2 separate regions of the Mus musculus genome follow, and region 1 is linked to region 2. Evidence: chromatin contacts called from public promoter capture Hi-C data. All regions are on one chromosome and are shown on one strand. Each heading gives the region's core, a stretch centred on a gene start, on an enhancer-like site or on the middle of the called end of the contact. The rest is flanking DNA. Distances are from core to core; before and after follow the strand shown.

The links. Promoter capture Hi-C pulls out the DNA fragments that hold promoters and counts their contacts.
Region 1: a promoter capture Hi-C map of liver shows a contact between it and region 2, with 4 times the contacts expected there. The contact joins the promoter of Rnase13 here to the promoter of Rnase10 in region 2. A contact is called at or near these places in 2 of 39 promoter capture datasets (hippocampal neurons and liver).

The regions. Positions count from the first base shown.
Region 1 is chr14:51,921,463-51,924,897 of GRCm38.p6, reverse strand. It overlaps Rnase13 (ribonuclease, RNase A family, 13 (non-active)), which reads left to right and starts at 2,125. Exons shown (of 1, transcript NM_001011687.2): 1 at 2,125-2,738. The coding sequence starts at 2,218. The coding sequence ends at 2,679.
Region 2 is chr14:51,006,112-51,009,249 of GRCm38.p6, reverse strand. Rnase10 (ribonuclease, RNase A family, 10 (non-active)) reads right to left here and starts at 1,321. Exons shown (of 2, transcript NM_029145.3): 1 at 1,178-1,321. The coding sequence starts at 1,283.

The DNA of each region.
Region 1 (3,435 bases), core at 876-3,375, 910 kb before region 2:
TCCCGTTAGGCCCTGGGTGAACACTTGTGATTTACATGGTAATGAGTCCTAGGACTACTATGAGGAATAATGTACTATCTTCACGAGTAGATGAGGCAGAAGCTTGGAAAACTCAGTGACAGCGCATGCCATAGAAAACCAAGACTCAAGCCTTGACTCTTACCATCATGCCTTGTGGGCGATGGTTAGGGCGATGGAGGCGCCTATCACAGAAAACTGAGGAAGCAGGCACACAGCCATGATGGTTAGTGCTCAAGTCAACATAGTAGAATCTAGAATTGCCTGGGAGATAAGATTCTGTGCGTGCCTTTGGGGCACGATCCTGATGGCAAGAATCGAGGTGGGGAAACCCAGTTGCTGTTTCCTGGCTGGGACCCAGGACTGTATGGATGGAGAAGAGGAGCTAAGCAGCAACGTGTGTTCATTCATTCTGCTTCCTAACTGCGGGGTCAATGCGACCAGCGGCTTCAGCATCCTGCTGCCTTAGCTTGCCCACCCTGATGGGCTCTCCTCCATATGTGAACCAGAACAAACCCTTTTCTCTTAAAGTTGCTCCTGTCCAAGCTTTTTAGCACAGCGGCAGGAAAATAAAGACAAAGACACAAGAGAACTGAGTCTAAGGAGAAGAGATTTAATTTGGGGCTCTTGTTTGTGTAGCCAGAAAGAACCAGTCCAGAGGAGGCTGCAAGTGAGAGACCACAGAGAGAATACCAATATGTCTCCTGAGACCAACTCCTTCCTGTGAGCTCCACAGTGAACCGCAGAGCACCTAGGGGTCTGGCTTCTGACTCCTGCTTCTGCTGATGAAGGTGAAAAAGTTCTAAGAGCATCCCAGGGGGATGGGCAGGGTGATACATAGCTCTCTGTTTTTGGCACTCAAGAGGCCGAAGACAGACTGATAAGCAGTTTGAGGCCAGCCTGGCATACACAGTGAGAGCCTGTCACAAGTAAGGCCCCAAAATTTGTAAATGTGGAGAATGCCCTTAGGGAGACATGGCTGCAGGGCTTGGCGGCGGGTGGGGGTGGTGGGTGGTGGTGGGGGGTGGTGTCAAAGGTTAGAGCTGGCAAATTCCTTGAAACTTGTTTGTGTTGACTTTGATGAAGATCCAGATATTTGATAAAAAGCTGAGTAACTTAGCCCTTTCCTCAGCAGGACAAACTGCCACACACACCAGCCAGTACCAAGAATCTGCTCAGGCCAGGTGGTTCACATTCTCTCAAGAGCCAGAACCAGCTTGTTGGGGCTGCAGAGGCAGCGTGCAGAGATTCCTAGCAGTGCTCTGAACTGACAGGCCCTGAGTCAAGGGTGCAAGGTGTTGGCACACTCAGCTGGTAAGGGGCACTGTGGGGAGTCCTGGAGGTTCTTTGTTCTCAGCCTGCCACCTTGGTGGGCGGTGCTGATGGGCACAGCCCTGGGGCTTATAAGTGGGATGAGACATTGGTGAACCCTCCATCAAAGGTAAACACTTTGTTCTTCATAAAAAAGGATGGTTCTATCCTCCCACGTTGCTAAAAGCAGGACCTGTAAGCCAGAGCAAACATCAAAGAAGGTCCCAGGAACTTTGGGATTTCTGGCCAGGAGGTTGGATCTAAATGTCCTGAGGATACCCACATGGAGACCAGACAGTATCTCTTTCCTCCTACCCACCTAACCCAGATAGCACAGTGCTCCTCAAATCCAGAGGACACTCCCTCCTCCCAGACTGTCTTGATCCAGAAATCTTTTCAGTCTCAACCCACCTCTAGGCTGTAAGCGGCCTTAGGCAAGACACATCCCTGCCTCCCACTCTCTTCCCCTGACTGTCTTCAGGTTTCTTCCTGCAGAGCTGTCAGAGACTACCAAGGCAGCCTGTTCTCCACTCCTTCTGTGGCTACCATAAGGAGTGCTGGGAAGCAGGGAGCAATCAGAAGCCCCTTTCTCCAAGGACCAGCTGGACTTGTGAATCTGTGCTGCACAGCCCAAGGCCTGGGTGAGACGGTCTTTGGTGGTGAACCATAGGAGGAGGGTTGGCTGTAGATGGCTGCTCTGAGGGGTGACCTTGAGCAAGTACTTTGCCTTCTTGGAGTGACAGAATCTGTAAGGTACTACTGAGCAGTTCTTAGAGGTGAGGGGAGGCACACAGGGGAAGCTGGAGAAGACCGGAGACTCTGGGAAGCGTGGGCAGGTCTCGTTAGCCCAATGTGCCTCTAATTACTTTAACCCTGCCAGCAGAAGGCATGGCACCAGATGTGGCCTGGCTCCTTGTCCTCCCGCTTGTCTTCCGGCCAACTCTGGTGACAGGCATCACAATTCAGACGGCCATCAAGAACTTCCGAACCTTACATGTTGACTACCCCATGGTTAACTACCCAAAGGGATTCCACGGATACTGTAATGGCCTCATGGCCTACGTGAGAGGCAAACTGCAGGACTGGTACTGCCCTAAGATCCACTATGTGGTCCACGCCCCCTTGGAAGACATCCAGAAGTTCTGTAAATACAGCGAGAGCTTCTGTGAAAACTACAACGAGTACTGCACCCTCACTCAGAACTCCTTCCCCGTCACAATCTGCACCCTGGTTCATCAACAGGCACCAACCAGCTGTAGCTATAACAGCACCCTGACCAACCAAAGGCTGTACTTGCTCTGCTCCCGCAAGCATGATGCTGAGCCTATAGGTATCATTGGTCTCTACTAGGGACTTAGTTCTCAAACTAGTCCCACCTACTACAGGCCTCTACATGCCACACGAAGGCCCGTTCCCAAACTCTGAGTCTGTCTGCAAGTCTTCCTCCTGACATCTGAAGCAGAACCCCGCCCTCCTTCAGGCTCTTTCGCCTTCTCATGGCCCCCACCATGAGCCTTCCTCTCCCAGTGACAGTGAAACCCACCCAAGAAGCAGACTGTGTCCAGCTGGCAGTGCTTGTGTATCTGCTGGGTCAGATCCCGACTCCTGGAGGGAGGCCCAGGCCCCAGATCACACCATGGCAACAGGCACCCAGCTCCAGTATCTCTCCCTAGGCCTGTTTTTAGTGTCAGCCAGTCCTCCACCCCCACCACACCTCCCGCAACCTCAAGTTCCCTTCCAATTCCTGCCACGCTCCGGCAATAAGAACCTCAGGCCCGTTTGCCTCCCTTTCCCACAGCCCCCAGTCTCCAGCCTGTACTAATCTGTGATTTCCCCTTTCCCTTCATATAACCCATCCTTCTCCCCTCCTCCCACCATGGAGCCTAGTACTGTTTTCCCTGACTTTCCCAACCAACGTTAGCCATGCTGCCTGCCTGTTTCCAACCACTGTCCTCCATCTCTCTCACCTTGGCCCCCCACAATTTCAAATGATCGTTCTTGTCCTTTCCAAGGTCCCTCGGTCCCTCTGAACCCCCTTATCTCTTTCACTCAGGTGACAGGGGAAGAGGCAGTCCCAGCCCCAGTCATGTTCTGTGTAAAAACCAC
Region 2 (3,138 bases), core at 72-2,571:
GGCGTGATGTAGAGATAAACTCTGGCCCCTGCCATGGTTGGCCAACGCCAGCAAAATAGACCTTGAGTACTCCACTGAATTCTCCCCGTTACTCCACCTACCTAAGGAAATGAATCTCTTTCTTGAACACTTCTTCTGCCCCTTCTCCTCACATTCCCCATTCCTGTGTGGGTCTTGAGGATTGGAAAGTGGCTAACAGAAGTGACTGTAAGCTGGTCCTTGTCTGAGTAATCAGTGAGGAAACTTGATGCCACTCCATCCTCTCTAGCCCCCGCCCACCGATTCTTAAACAGAAATTATTCTCGAATCACCAAAGAGAGTAGCTAAGCCAAATGAGTACAGAGAAATTCTTAGAGACAACCTTGCTCTAGGAAGCATTGTGTCCATTTTTATCCCAGATTTATTTTGCTTGTTATTATTACCCTTTTCCCAAAAAGGAATAAAAATGAACTGAAAGAGAAATGGGTTCGTTCTCACTCCTAAAGTAAAGCTGCAGAAATGTGCAGTCAGCCCAGGCCTCTGCTACATCTTGTCATTTGTATTTCTATTTGTGGTTAGGGAAGAAATGCAGTACGGCTTTCTCAGGCTCCAGCTATTTTGGCAGCCGCTCTTGGTTGGGGGCCATCCCAGAACTAAGGCAGGAAGATGTAGCTGAAAGGAAGTTACAGTCTTTGCAGTCAACAGCTCTGGGCTCCAAATTGTTAAACTTGTTATGAAACGTGGAAAGTGCATGCTGTGTGTGAGCAGACTCTGAAGCCGAGGACTCGGGGAAGGGCACGGTTGGCCTTCTTGCTCAACAGTCACCCAGCGCTGAGGAAATCTCACATAGAATTTATCTTGGCCAAAAACTAGCATCCATCATTACAGTGGCAATAACATTACATTGGCACAGCATGTGGAAAATACTGCAGAGTGTGCACACTGGCTGTCATTGACTCAAGTGACTCTGACGTTGTTAGAAGCTTGCCAGAGCAGACTGGTGAGATAAACCAGGAAAGATTTCCTTTAGTAAAAACTTGCCAGAGCTTGTTTTTGTTTTAAAGAAGAGGAGAGAAAGAAATTTCAAGAGAATGAAACTGAATGGGCTGTGGATGTGGCTCAGCTGCTAGAGATCTTGCCTAGAATACATGAGGCCCCGGCTTTGCTCTCTGAGGTACCCGACCCTGACGTGGCTTACCTACACTTGTAAGCAGCTTTAGATAGTCTTGGCTCTTCCTATGTCCCCAGTTCTGCTCTCCTAGAGCGTCCTTCTCTGTGAGCTGTACCCAGAAACTGCTCTCCATACAAGTAGCTATCTCCTTGTGTGCTGAGGGCTTTTAAACACAGCCGGATCTCCTGAACCCATGCCTCTCCCCTTCTTTCCTTCCCAGCACAGAATGGACACACTCAGCTAATGTGTCTTTCTGCTCCCACAAACACTTTGAAGTAAAGAAATTTAAGCAAACGACAGGAAGTATCCTCTACCTGGAAGAACTGCAGACAGTTGTATTCCATCAACTGTTCTACTCTGAGTTCCGCCCACTGACCTGTGGTTTAGAACAGTCTCACCTTGTGCCTGAGTCCCAAGCCTGATTGTCTTGTTTTCTACACATACTGCCTTCAGCCCTTTCCCATCACTTCTGGAATGGTAGTATCTGGCGTCTTGTTTTTATTTTTGTTTGCGGCACCTTTCCAATACTGCTTTTCACATTTTTGCAAGGGTAGCATGACTTCATTTGATTATTTGCAGTGGGGAAAAAAAAATCCAGATTTTGTAAATGTAGTTATTTGGCTCTTGAAAAGGAACATGAAAGCAGAACAACTCATCAATCAGCTCCTACATGTGGTGAACTAAACCAGTGAGGTCACCGTGTCCAATAGATGTTCCTTTCTCCAGCTGAAGGCTGAGCATCTGGGACTGATAAGGCACGGCACAGATCATCTCCAGATGATGACGATGATCATCTCCCGAGACGCATGCTTTCTGTAGTCATTATGCAGGAGACCCAAGTGGTGAGCTCAGAGTTCTGCTGTCTACAGGCTTTGGGGGGGGGGGGAGGTTGTTTTTGTTTTTCCTTTTGTTTGTTTGGTTTTTGGCCTTTTGAGCTACAGTTCATTCTCAAATGGTCAACAAAAGTGTAAGTAGAGACTAAAACCTCACCTTGCTCCCTGCTAAACTAACTGCATTAAGACTGGCACAAAGTCTTCTTCAGGTAAAGGAAAAGGCCTTCTTTGTAAATCACATGAAGGAGCTGCTGCGGTCTGAGGATTCAGATAGATGGTTTTACATTTTAGTTCACTTGCACAGTAGTGACCTCATGTGGCCTTCCGGACTTCTTTACCAGAGGAGGTTAGAATTATTCCCCCAGTTTTATAATAAACTTGAAGCCTTGAGATGTTCAGCGATTAGCAGAATACGGAGGGCGGGGGATGGGTTCCTGCTTTGCCAGCTGCCACCCATTGCTCCTTGTCTTTGTGAACAAAATCTCCAGAAAGAAGCTATGGCTGCAGAGACTGACTGGTTAGAAGTATAGTACTGTGGAGAGACTTACCTTATTACTTTATCTTGGACTAGTTCTAGCCTTCCAGAACTGCCATTTCTTGCCTGTATCTGTGTTGGAACTAACATCTTGTGACTACCAGAAATCTTTTGGAATCTATTGACTTAGCAGAGCACTAGCTTCTACCAGCCCCAGGATATCATCAGATAGCATCTTCCACCTGTAAAACGGCTCCTCCCATTCCACTGCCCCTGCCTCCCTGAGGTACCCACCAATGTATTTTAAATCTGCCTCGATTTCAGCCTTAATCATCCTATAAAACTACCAAGTTCATAAAACAGCTTCTACATTGGAACATGGAATTTGGGCTAACCTAAACCTGTGTTCCTGGCCCACAACCACTCAAAATGGCTATCTTTTATCCCCTTCAAGATGAGAGCTGTGGTCTTGTGTCAACATCTTATACTACCTGCATAAAGAGAGTGATAACTGGCTCTAGTCTATGCTGTTTTTCTCATGGCTCTAGAGAGCAGTTGGTTACTCCTGAGAAGAGAAGTGATCTCAAATGCATAAGTAATTTAAGTTATTTAATTTACTTATTTGGTGTTTTGGAGACAAAATCTCACTGTGTAGCACAGGTTGGCCATGAATTTGTGTC